Regions from separate parts of the Sus scrofa genome. Here region 1 is linked to region 2. Evidence: chromatin contacts called from public Hi-C data. All regions are on one chromosome and are shown on one strand. The core of a region is the stretch at or near the end of the contact, and the rest is flanking DNA. Distances in the headings are between cores, read along the strand shown. Region 1 holds the start of KDM3A (lysine-specific demethylase 3A). Region 2 holds the start of KRCC1 (lysine rich coiled-coil 1).

Region 1 (4,902 bases), core at 1,083-3,582, 430 kb after region 2:
AATTAAGAGGGAGGGCTCAAGGGTCAAAACTTTCTGGATTAGAACCTAGGCTATGCCAATTCCTCGGTATGTGACCTGGGGAAGATGATCTCCCCCATCCCCAGGACTTCTCTCTGTAAAACTGGGACCATAAGTAACTATCCCCAAAGAACTGTAAGGATTAAATAAGAGCACAGCTCTGAAGTGTTCAGCATGATGCCTGGCATATGGTTAAACATTCAACGGTCTTTCCTTTTCAACTAGATGATAAAGCACACTATAGAAGCTTTACAAACACATCACCACCCATCCCTTTCCTACAACCCTTTGCAGACTAATACTGGTTGGGGCATGCACTGTCACCTCAAAAGCGTTCAAGTGAACAGTGTTTCAGAAGTCAGCATGTTCAAGTACCAGCGCAAAAACTTACTTTCCTTATTTGAGCAGTTTTCAAGAAAAATTGAAGATAATGACCAAGTGATACTGAAACATATCCATTACCCAGGAATGGCAAGCTCCTCTGTTCTGGCAAGCTCCCTTCAAGTTATCACCACTTTGGAGTGTTTGTTGGGGACCGTTTTTCAGTTATTTCTGCACAAAGGAGTCTTTGTTGGTACAATGGCTTCCTCACTGGTAGTTTCCAGACAACACTTTCACAGCAATACTTCTATTAGGGAGTATGATCAGAAGTCATCTCTTTTTGAAAAGAACTGTGCAAGGTTCTGCGTGTCACTGTGATTAAAAATCACACTGGCCGCACTTGTTCCCATTTCTCTCCTTCCCCTCAAACACCCAAATGGAATACTTTGAAGCCATTCCTCCAAAACACCATATAAGGGGCAGCTCCACCCCGACCCTCCATATATGGGCATATCCCACACCCACCCACAGACTCATCAGAGACAACCAGGAACCCACTCCAGCCCTGACCCACCATATACGGACAAATACCCACCCTAATAGATCTAAGCTCCTCCCTCTACTCTCACACTTCTTTTCTAACAAGTCTGAAAGTTGAATAAGTTGGGTGAAGAAATTAGGGGGAACAAACAAGAAACCCAACCGAAAGCGCTTCCAAGCAGGAGCGCTCAGTCCTTAATGACTCCAAACGTCACCCACTTGCCCAACTTCATCTTTACAACACCACTCCGCCTTTGGAGAAATAATCGTACAGCCCTAATGAGGCACAGCTCGGGCAAAAACTAAGCATGTCTGAGCAACCCTAAGCCCATTATTAAACATAGGCAACTCTAGGCCAAGCACACCTCGCTCTACACACCATTTGAAAGACTTTCAAGGTCTAGTTGCCTGCACCTTCAGATCAGATGCCAACTTTCTGGTCGCCTTTTCAGAAAAGGGGGGGGGGGTGCCGGCTGTCTCGTTACCTAGGTAACTAGGAAACGGCCGCCAGCCGAGGCCCGGGAGCCGTTTTACCTTCAGATCCTTCTTGGTAACGTCGGTGTGGGAGACAGCTCGAATGGTCCCGGAGAGCCAGGGCCACTCGGCGACGCGCTCCACGTCCCAGCTGTCGTGGCCGCCTTCGCTGCCGTCGGCAGCGGACAGACTGAGGAATCGCTTCCCCACCAATACTGGCCAACTTTCTCCAAGCGTGAGCACCATGATTTCCACGCTGCAGGAAGGGCTCCTCCCTGCAAAAACACAAAAACAAAATGCAACGGGGGCGGCCGGTGGGAGGGAGGCCGGGAAGAGAGCGCGGTGGGGGGAGGCCGGAGCGGAGGGAAGGGTTCTAACCCCGCTCGGAGGACGGGACCCCAGGCAACCGCGGGTGCGACTGAGGATCCCGCAGCCGATCTCTCCACCCGCGTCCTCCCCGCCCCCGATCCCTCCCCCACCGCAAACACGGGCCCAAGCGCCGCGTGACCCTCGCTCTCCCAAGTTTCGCTTTTCCTAAACCTTAAACCTAAACGCAGACAGAGTGAAGGGAAAATCATTTGCAGCTTAAGTGAATTTGAAAGTGTTCGCCCCTCACCCCGGAAAAGAAAAGGCCCCGAAGCAGAGGGCCCGTCCCGGGCGGGCGGTCGGGTCCCCGCCCCGGGCGGCCCCGCGGGAGGGGCGAGCCCGCGGTTCCGCACTTGCCCCGCCGCCCCGCCCCGACACCCGCTTCCCAGCCCCCGACCCCCGGCCTGCGCCGAGGCGCGGGGGCGGCGGGGCCGCGGGCTTGGCGCCTTCACCTTTCTTCCTCCGCTCCCCTCAGCCGAGGCCGCGGCGCGCTTACCCCGCCTCCCGCCTCCCTGAGTCACCGGCGGCGGCCGCCGTTTCCAGCCGCCCAGCCGACTCTAGCTCTGACTTGGTTCAAGAGCTCTCACAAGACACGCACAGCCTCCCGGGCCCGCCCCCTTGGAGCCGCTTCCACCGCTCATTGGCTGGGCCCAAGGAGCTGGGCGAGACTCGTGGGGAAAGAGCCCATCGCCATTGGCCGTCCTAGGGAGGGCGGGGCGAGAGAAAAAAACAATTCCTTGGCTGCCTCCTCCCTTTCCCCTCCCCCTTCCGACTCCCGGACGACCCCCATTAGGTTAAAGTACACCAAGCGTAAGTGAGGGATCCCTCCGCCACAGCCATTCTTTCCATTTGTTGCCTCACAGGATACAAAAAAGTCCCGCGAAATCGGCTATCAACTTTAGGACCCAGAGGGAAATTACAGTGGTGCACAGATAAGACTGAATGGCGAAGCCCAGAGCTGTAAGTGCCTATTGGATTGCTTTTCAAGTGCGTAGGCTGTCGACCGAAGATAGGCATTCCACTTGGCGGAAGAATCTCACAGGAAAAGGGTGAGGGCGGTGCAGAGTCAGCGGGGGAGGGAAGGGACGGGAACGTGCGGTTTCAAGCGTACTCAGCTAGAGGGAGGAGCGACAGCGCTCTGGAGGCTGGTGCGCAGGCGCTTTGCTGAGCAGAGGCTGGAGCTTGGGCTGCTGGGTGAAATGGCCGCGGGAGGCGCAGGCGCACGTGGTGTTCATCATGGAAAGTCTAAAGTCCGCCATTTTGAAGGAAAAATGAAGAAAGGCATGGAGTCATTGGGAAATGACGTTAATTAAATCTAGAGCAAAAGAGGACATCAGTAGAATGCGAAATGGATTTTTTTTTTTAATGTAAAGGGAGGATGGGAAGATATTCTGAGACCTACAAAGAAATTGAAGGACTAGATCAAGGTCATAATGGTGTAAGAGATGTGAAGAGGAAGTGACTTTGAAGGACAAAGGAGTTGAGAGGTGATTATGTCTTTTGGACCTCAAGTTTTTTGGTTGAATAAAGAAAAAAATGGAATAAAGGAATTGAAGTTCTCTTATTTTATAAAGGCTGGTGCTTGACATGGCATCACATTTAATCATGATTAAAATTAAGTGAAGAACTCAAGCTACCAATTTTACAAGTGTGAAAACTGAGAATCAGAAAAAGTTCAGAAACCTATTTGTGAGATTATAGATGCAAGTTAACTCCGTGTTGGCTTTAAACTTCTATGTTCTGAACAGATGACATTAAATTAAAATTTTAATTAAGAATAAACACTGAAGAATTAATTTGGATTGCAATTTGCAGACCATTCAAAAGGGAGGAAATGGAACAAAGAAAACCTATTGGTCTAACATAGGTCAGAATGGGATAGAGAAAAAAACAAATAAAACTTAAGACAGAATGTGGTAAATAGAAAAAAAAAACTAGAGAAGTCTAAATATCAGTATTTACAATAAATATAAGTGGGTTAATTTTGCTCAGAACTTAAAAAGACACACTGGATTGAAAACAAAATCCTATAAATTGACCTCAAGTGAACTCCAAAAACACAGAAAACTTGAAAATACTGGGTGAAAGAGTTTCTAATCTAATGGTAATTGAAGGAAAACAAAATAGCACTGTTAATATGGCTGAAAGCAAAAGCATCAAAGAGAAAAGGATTTTATGTCAATAAAGGGTAAATCCCACAAACATAATACAGACTCTTGAATTATTATGACTCTGGGAGCATAGGAACATAGCCTAGCCTAAGCTAAGAGTAAACTTATGAAAACATCTTGACAATTTGTAATAAGAGTAGAAGATATAAATACATCTACCCTAGAAACAGGCATTTCAGATTTTTAAAATAGGTGAGGGTATGGAGGACTTAGATTACATAATTATTAATTTGAAAAATAATAGGAAAAAGTTCTATTAAACTTCAAATGACACATAATGCCTATGTTATATTCACAGTTCCAGAATTTAGGAAAGATAGATATTCTATGCATTTTATAAAACTTGCAAACCTTTTATTATCAAATCTTAACCAGGAGAGTGCAATAAAGGAAAGCTATAGCTTAATCACATTATAAATAGAGGTGAGAAATTCTTATATAAAATATGAGCAAGGGAGTTCCTATTGTGGCTCAGCAGAAACTAACCCAACTAGGATCCATGAGGATGTGGGTTCGAGCCCAGCCTCACTCAGTGGGTTAAAGATCTGGCATCGTCATGATCTGTGGTTTAGGCCACAGACTTGGCTTGGATCCATGTTGCTGTGGCTGTGGCATAGAGTGGTAGCTGTAGCTCTGATTCGACCTCTAGCTTGGGAACTTCCATATGCTGCAGGTGCAGCCCTAAAAAGCAAAACAAATAAGTAAATTTTAATTTAAAAAATAATAAAATATAAGGAAGCCAATTCCAGCAGTATATTTTTAAATAATCACCATGAATAATTATGTTTATTATATGAATATGAGGATATTTCAAGATTAGAAAATTACTACAGGTCACCATAACAGATTAAAAGAGAAAAATCATGTTCATTTTAGTAGAGGGTTAAAAGAACATGCACTCACAATGAAAGCCAAACTACCTAGAAAGCTAGGAATATTAAGAGCACACAGTATTCAATACTTATTCATGATTTTTAAAAATAATTTTAAACTTCCTACAAAATATGAGGAA
Region 2 (5,068 bases), core at 2,524-5,023:
GGAGGGAAACTATTGCATCCTATGTTGAGCAAGGGTAATGCTGGATCGCCAGTCATGCACCTGAAGGGTGGAAGGTGACACGAAGAGGCCAGGAGTGGGTGAGGTTTTGGAGAGTTATCGGTATATCCTTACAAGACTAGTCATGGGCTTCCAGTATCCTCTTACTTGGCTCCACTGGTTAACTTTCATCTTGGGTGGAATCTGCTCCCAAATTCCACATGACAGCCCCCAAATCTTTAGCCATATTCTGTATTCATGTCATTGTCCTAAGCCTTCAAGCAAATAATCTCAGAGGCCTTTTGAGAGTGACTGCCTTCCCTTCAGTTGGGTATGTTGCAATTCAGGAGTATGTACAAATCAGTGTGAAGGTGGAGATGGAAAAGAAACCCAGAGTGGTGGTTTTGAATCACTGAGACAGTCCTGAGCCTGTGTTAACATCGCTGTGGCTGATGTACCTACCCTACTCTGGAAAAACCCCATCATACCTCCTGTGGAGAGAACCCATGGACTGAGACACACACCTGCAGAGACTACCATCTAGTGGCAAGTCAAGGGAGCCTGCAACATTTAAAATCTTTTTCTAAGGCTTTTTTTAGTTTAAAAAAAAAAAAAAAAAAAAAAAAAAAAGCCCTATAGCATTGAAATTGACCTTCTTTTGTACCCAGAACTAAGATTCATTTAGGCCAGGGATGAGCAAGCTTCCTTTGAACCTGTGAATTAAGGCTGGTTTGGACCTTATTTAATGAGGGGGAAAGTCAGAAGAACATTTGAGATACATGAAAAGTATATAAAACTCAAATTTCAGTGACAATAAATTAAATTGTACCAGAAAACAGCCATACTCATTTGTTTACATATTTTCTATGCCTGCTCTCACACTACAGCAGCAGAGTTGAATATCTGCAACAAAAACCATATGGCCCACAAAGTCCACAATGTTTACTGTTTGGCCTTTTACAGAAAATGTTTGCCAGTCCTGCTTTAAACTAATAATAGCATAATGCCTAGCAGTTTAAACAAGCTAGGGGATGTTCACTGTTTTCAAGTGCATTCTTTCATTTCATAACCACTGCAAGTGACACGATCAAGTAAGTTCTTAGGCACCCCTAGCACTCACATTCCAGAATGACAGGAGCACTTTCCCTCCTGAACAGTCCATTATATCCTGTATAATTACATCATTGACAAAACTTCACACTCTTCTTGGTCTCTGTGTTCTTACTAAGATAGCACGCTTGCCTCCATCTTGCTTCCTTTGGCTCCTAGAAACCCTTAGCTGCAGCTTTCTTTCCCCCCAAAAATTCCTAAATTCTCTCATTCCACATGCATTTATCAGCACGTGTATCAGGCACTATGCTCAGTGTCCCAATACAAAGATGATTAAAATGTTGGAGTTCCTGTTGCAGCTCAGGGGGTTAAGAACCTGACACAGTGTGCATGAGGGATGTGGGTTCGATCCCTGGCCTTGCTCAGTTGGTTAAGGATCCAGCATTGCTGCAAGCTGCAGTGTAAGTGGCAGATACAGCTCAGATCCAGTGTTGCTGTGGTTGTGGTGTAGGCTGACAGCTGCAGCTCCCATTCGACCCAGGAACCTCTATTTGTCACAGACGAGAAAGAAAGAAAGAAAGAAAGAAAGAAAGAAAGAAAGAAAGAAAGAAAGAAAGAAAGAAAGAGAGAGAAAGAAGAAAGAGAGGGAGGGAGGGAAAGAGAGGAAGGAAGAAGATTCAAGACACTGGCCATTTAGAAAGGATTATAGAAAAGCATAGAAGATGGCAAGAGAGATATGAAAGCATATTCAGGGAAACCTAAGGAGTCAGGGAAATCTTCAGAGGGTATTCTGTGAGTTACATAAGCAAACGTATTATACTTTATCATTCTGGCACCAGACTATTGCCCTTTATGTCCCAGTGCTTCATATTCATTTGAGAGATATTCCAAAAGCAAGAATAAATATCTGAATGCTTAAAATTATGCTTTATTTGCATTACTTGTGTTTTCACAACACCCTTTGAGGTGGGTATTATTGATGCATCAGCCTCCTAGTTAAAAAGCAGCAGCATCTCCTAAGTATAAACCCTGGAGAAACTCTCACATATGTGCACAAGGAAACTGCATGAGAAGGTTAAAGGTAAAAGTTACTGTCTGTAAAAGAAAAATGGGAAATAAGTTCAAAGTCTCATGAAAGGAGAACAGATAGCTCATGTGCATTCATATAACGGACATTAAGAGAGATGAGAAAGGGAATGAATCAGAACCTCACATCTCAGCAGAGGTTAAAATCAAAAACTAATGTTGAGTTGAAAAAAAACAAAGTGCAGGAGAAAAAACAGTATGCATATTAACATTTATGTAAAGTTTTATATCATGCAAAACAATACTTCATGTTACTTAGAGATACATACATATGTAGTAAAAATATAAAGAAAGACATGAAAATGAGAAATGCTGAATTCAGGATAGGATTTACTTCTGAGGGGAGGAGGAGTTCATTAGGCAGTAGGAAGAGGGTGTTTCAGGAAGAAGTAGCAGATACAATAAACTGAGTTATGTAATAGCAGGGTATTTACAAGAATCAATAAAAGTTTAATGTTGTTGAATCACAAAGTGAAAGGGTGGGGAAGTGAGAACACTAGGAAGATAATGAGATCAGGGAGGTGCACAGAAGCCCAGAAGTAGTATTCATGTGGGACTTTCTCCAACAGACAACTGGAGCCAGAAATGACTTCCACATAGAACCCTTTGGTAGACTGGAACGGTGAAATCAGGAAGAATGGTAAATTAGGTAGCTATTGCCATGGTTCTAACAAAAGATGATGGGAACCTGAAATTAGTCAGCGGTTGTATTACAGGAAAGGAGAGCTTACCCAAGAGAAACTTTTGCACAATGCACAGGGGACATGCCCATCAACAGGAAAAGGGGTGTAACACTGTATAGCAGTGAAATGAATAAATAACATTTATGTGCAACAGCTTGGATGAGTCTCAAAACATTGAGTGAAAGAAGCCCTGCTAGAGAAAGACATAAATCTTATAAAATTAAAAAACAATCTAAAAATTTTCCCCAAGCAGGAGTTCCCATCGTGGCTCAGTGGTTAATGAATCTGACTAGGAACCATGAGGTTTCAGGTTTGATCCCTGGCCCTGCTCAGTGGGTTAAGGATCTGGCATCGTTGCTGTGGCTGTAGTGTAGGCCAGCAGCTACAGCTGCTATTCGACCCCTAGCCTGGGAACCTCATATGCCGCGGGAGCGGCCCAAGAAATGGCAAAATGACCAAAAAAAGAAAAAAATTTCCCCAAGCATACATGTGATAAAGATATATACATATGTAAAGAAATGATGACTACAAACCAGGGTAGTGATTTCTTTGGGAGACAGGGAACAAGAGGATGAGATGAACGTGTGTATGTATATACACGTATACTGAGAGAGCCAAGGGAGAGAAAAAGGTCATTTATGCTGCAATGATGACAGCATATCACCACCAAAGATTTTGCTTAATCTACTGTGTATCAAAGACTCTTAACAAACTTTAAAAAGGTAAAGCAGGAAATCATGATTTTTCAGATATTCTGGAGGTAGAAACCGCAGATTTCCAAACTTTTTTCTTTGTTGGTTTTAGATTTCCCCCCGCCACCGCCCGAAGTGAGTAGCAGTGAGGAGAGCTTCGGCCAGGTTAAAACAGAGTCCCGGAAGAAGGGGACCGAGGGGGCGGAGCAAACAAGAAGGCGGGGCTAAAAAGGCTCTCTGAGAGTAGGGTGACTGCGCAAGCGCAGTGGCACGCCCCGCCGCCGCCATGGCGCGGGCGCTGTCCAGTCAGTCGCTGGTGGTGGTGGTGGCTACTTCCCTTCAGGAAGCCCGGTCTCCGCCCCCTCCTCCCACCCCGTCTGCTCCGCGGCGGAGGCGGCGGTGGCGGCAGCGGTTGTCCCTGCCTCTCCGCCACCTCCACCTCAGCCTATCCCCCGACCGGTGGCGTTGGCGGGGAGGGGGGCCGTAGTTGTAGACGGCCGCCCCTGCCTCAGAGAAGGTGAGTTCCCGCCCGGCAGCGGGAGCGGCCTCGGCCTTCAGCCGCTCGATCCCCCAGCCCGGTAGAGGCCGGGCGCGCCCAGAGAGTGCGAGATGGCCGACCCGGACAGGGCTACGCTCCCCTCCCCACTCGCAGCCCCGGGAAAGGGCCGCCGGGGCCCCAGCACGGAGCGCGGCGGGAGCGGGGACGCCTCCGCTGCCGGGAAGTTGAAGTTGGAGTGGGAGAGAGGCGGCCAGGTCGAGGCCGTGGATCTGGAGTGTCAGGGAGAGGGAAGGGGGTTGAGGAGGACACCCCGAGATCAAGGGGACAGAGACACGGAGAGAAAAGGCTCCAGACGTGGAAGGGCGTAGACCTGCGCTGGGCGAAATTCAGCATCCTACAAAGTAGAGCCCTCACGCGGAGGGAGAAGTGAAATTTGGCCACAGTAGGAAGTAAACACGGGAGCTTCAAGTTGCGGAGGCCCTGGAGGAAGGGAAGAGGGGGTGAGGTATTTGAGGGATTACTTTGCAGAGTTTTCCTTAGCTTTTGAGGATAACACCCTGTAAAACAAGCTTCTAAGATTTACGGGCCTATTGTAGTAGTCGTCTGAATTTAAATTTGTATCTACCAGAGTCAAAGATAATACAGCAGGACATCAGAGAGGCAAAAACAGCTTTTATTCAGTAACTGCAGTAGGGAAAGAGCTGAGCTCCATTCCGATTTGCGCAGAGGTGACGGGGTTTTAGAGGGAAAATGAAGGAAGGGGTTCAGTAGAGTCAGGAAAGCGCAAAATTACCTAGGTTTGGGCAGTGTCCGTGCACTTAGGCGAGCTGTGTCATCTTGTGGAAGTGAGGATTCACTTTTCCCACAGACTGGGAGACCCCAGGCCCTGCCTTTTCTGATAATTACACTTTAAAAGGATGGCTTTCAGATCTTTGAGAAAGACATTCCTGAGTTGTGGGGGGTACACATATATCTCAAAGGGACAGAGGAAGAATTAACAAACAATTGTAAACCCTTTTTAGTAACTACTCTAAAAAAGAGAGGTCAGGGCCTTATATTCA

Evidence for each region. A called contact is a pair of places that touch in the nucleus more often than the background predicts.
Region 1: a Hi-C map of skeletal muscle shows a contact between it and region 2, with 5 times the contacts expected there. The contact joins the promoter of KDM3A here to the promoter of KRCC1 in region 2. A contact is called at or near these places in 2 of 5 promoter capture datasets (fetal liver and liver) and 2 of 47 Hi-C or Micro-C datasets (liver and skeletal muscle).

What each region holds. Positions count from the first base shown.
Region 1 is chr3:58,352,668-58,357,569 of Sscrofa11.1, forward strand. KDM3A (lysine-specific demethylase 3A) reads right to left here and starts at 2,333. Exons shown (of 26, transcript XM_003124935.6): 1 at 2,216-2,333; 2 at 1,414-1,628. The coding sequence starts at 1,599.
Region 2 is chr3:57,924,490-57,929,557 of Sscrofa11.1, forward strand. KRCC1 (lysine rich coiled-coil 1) reads left to right here and starts at 3,774. Exons shown (of 4, transcript NM_001243946.1): 1 at 3,774-4,025.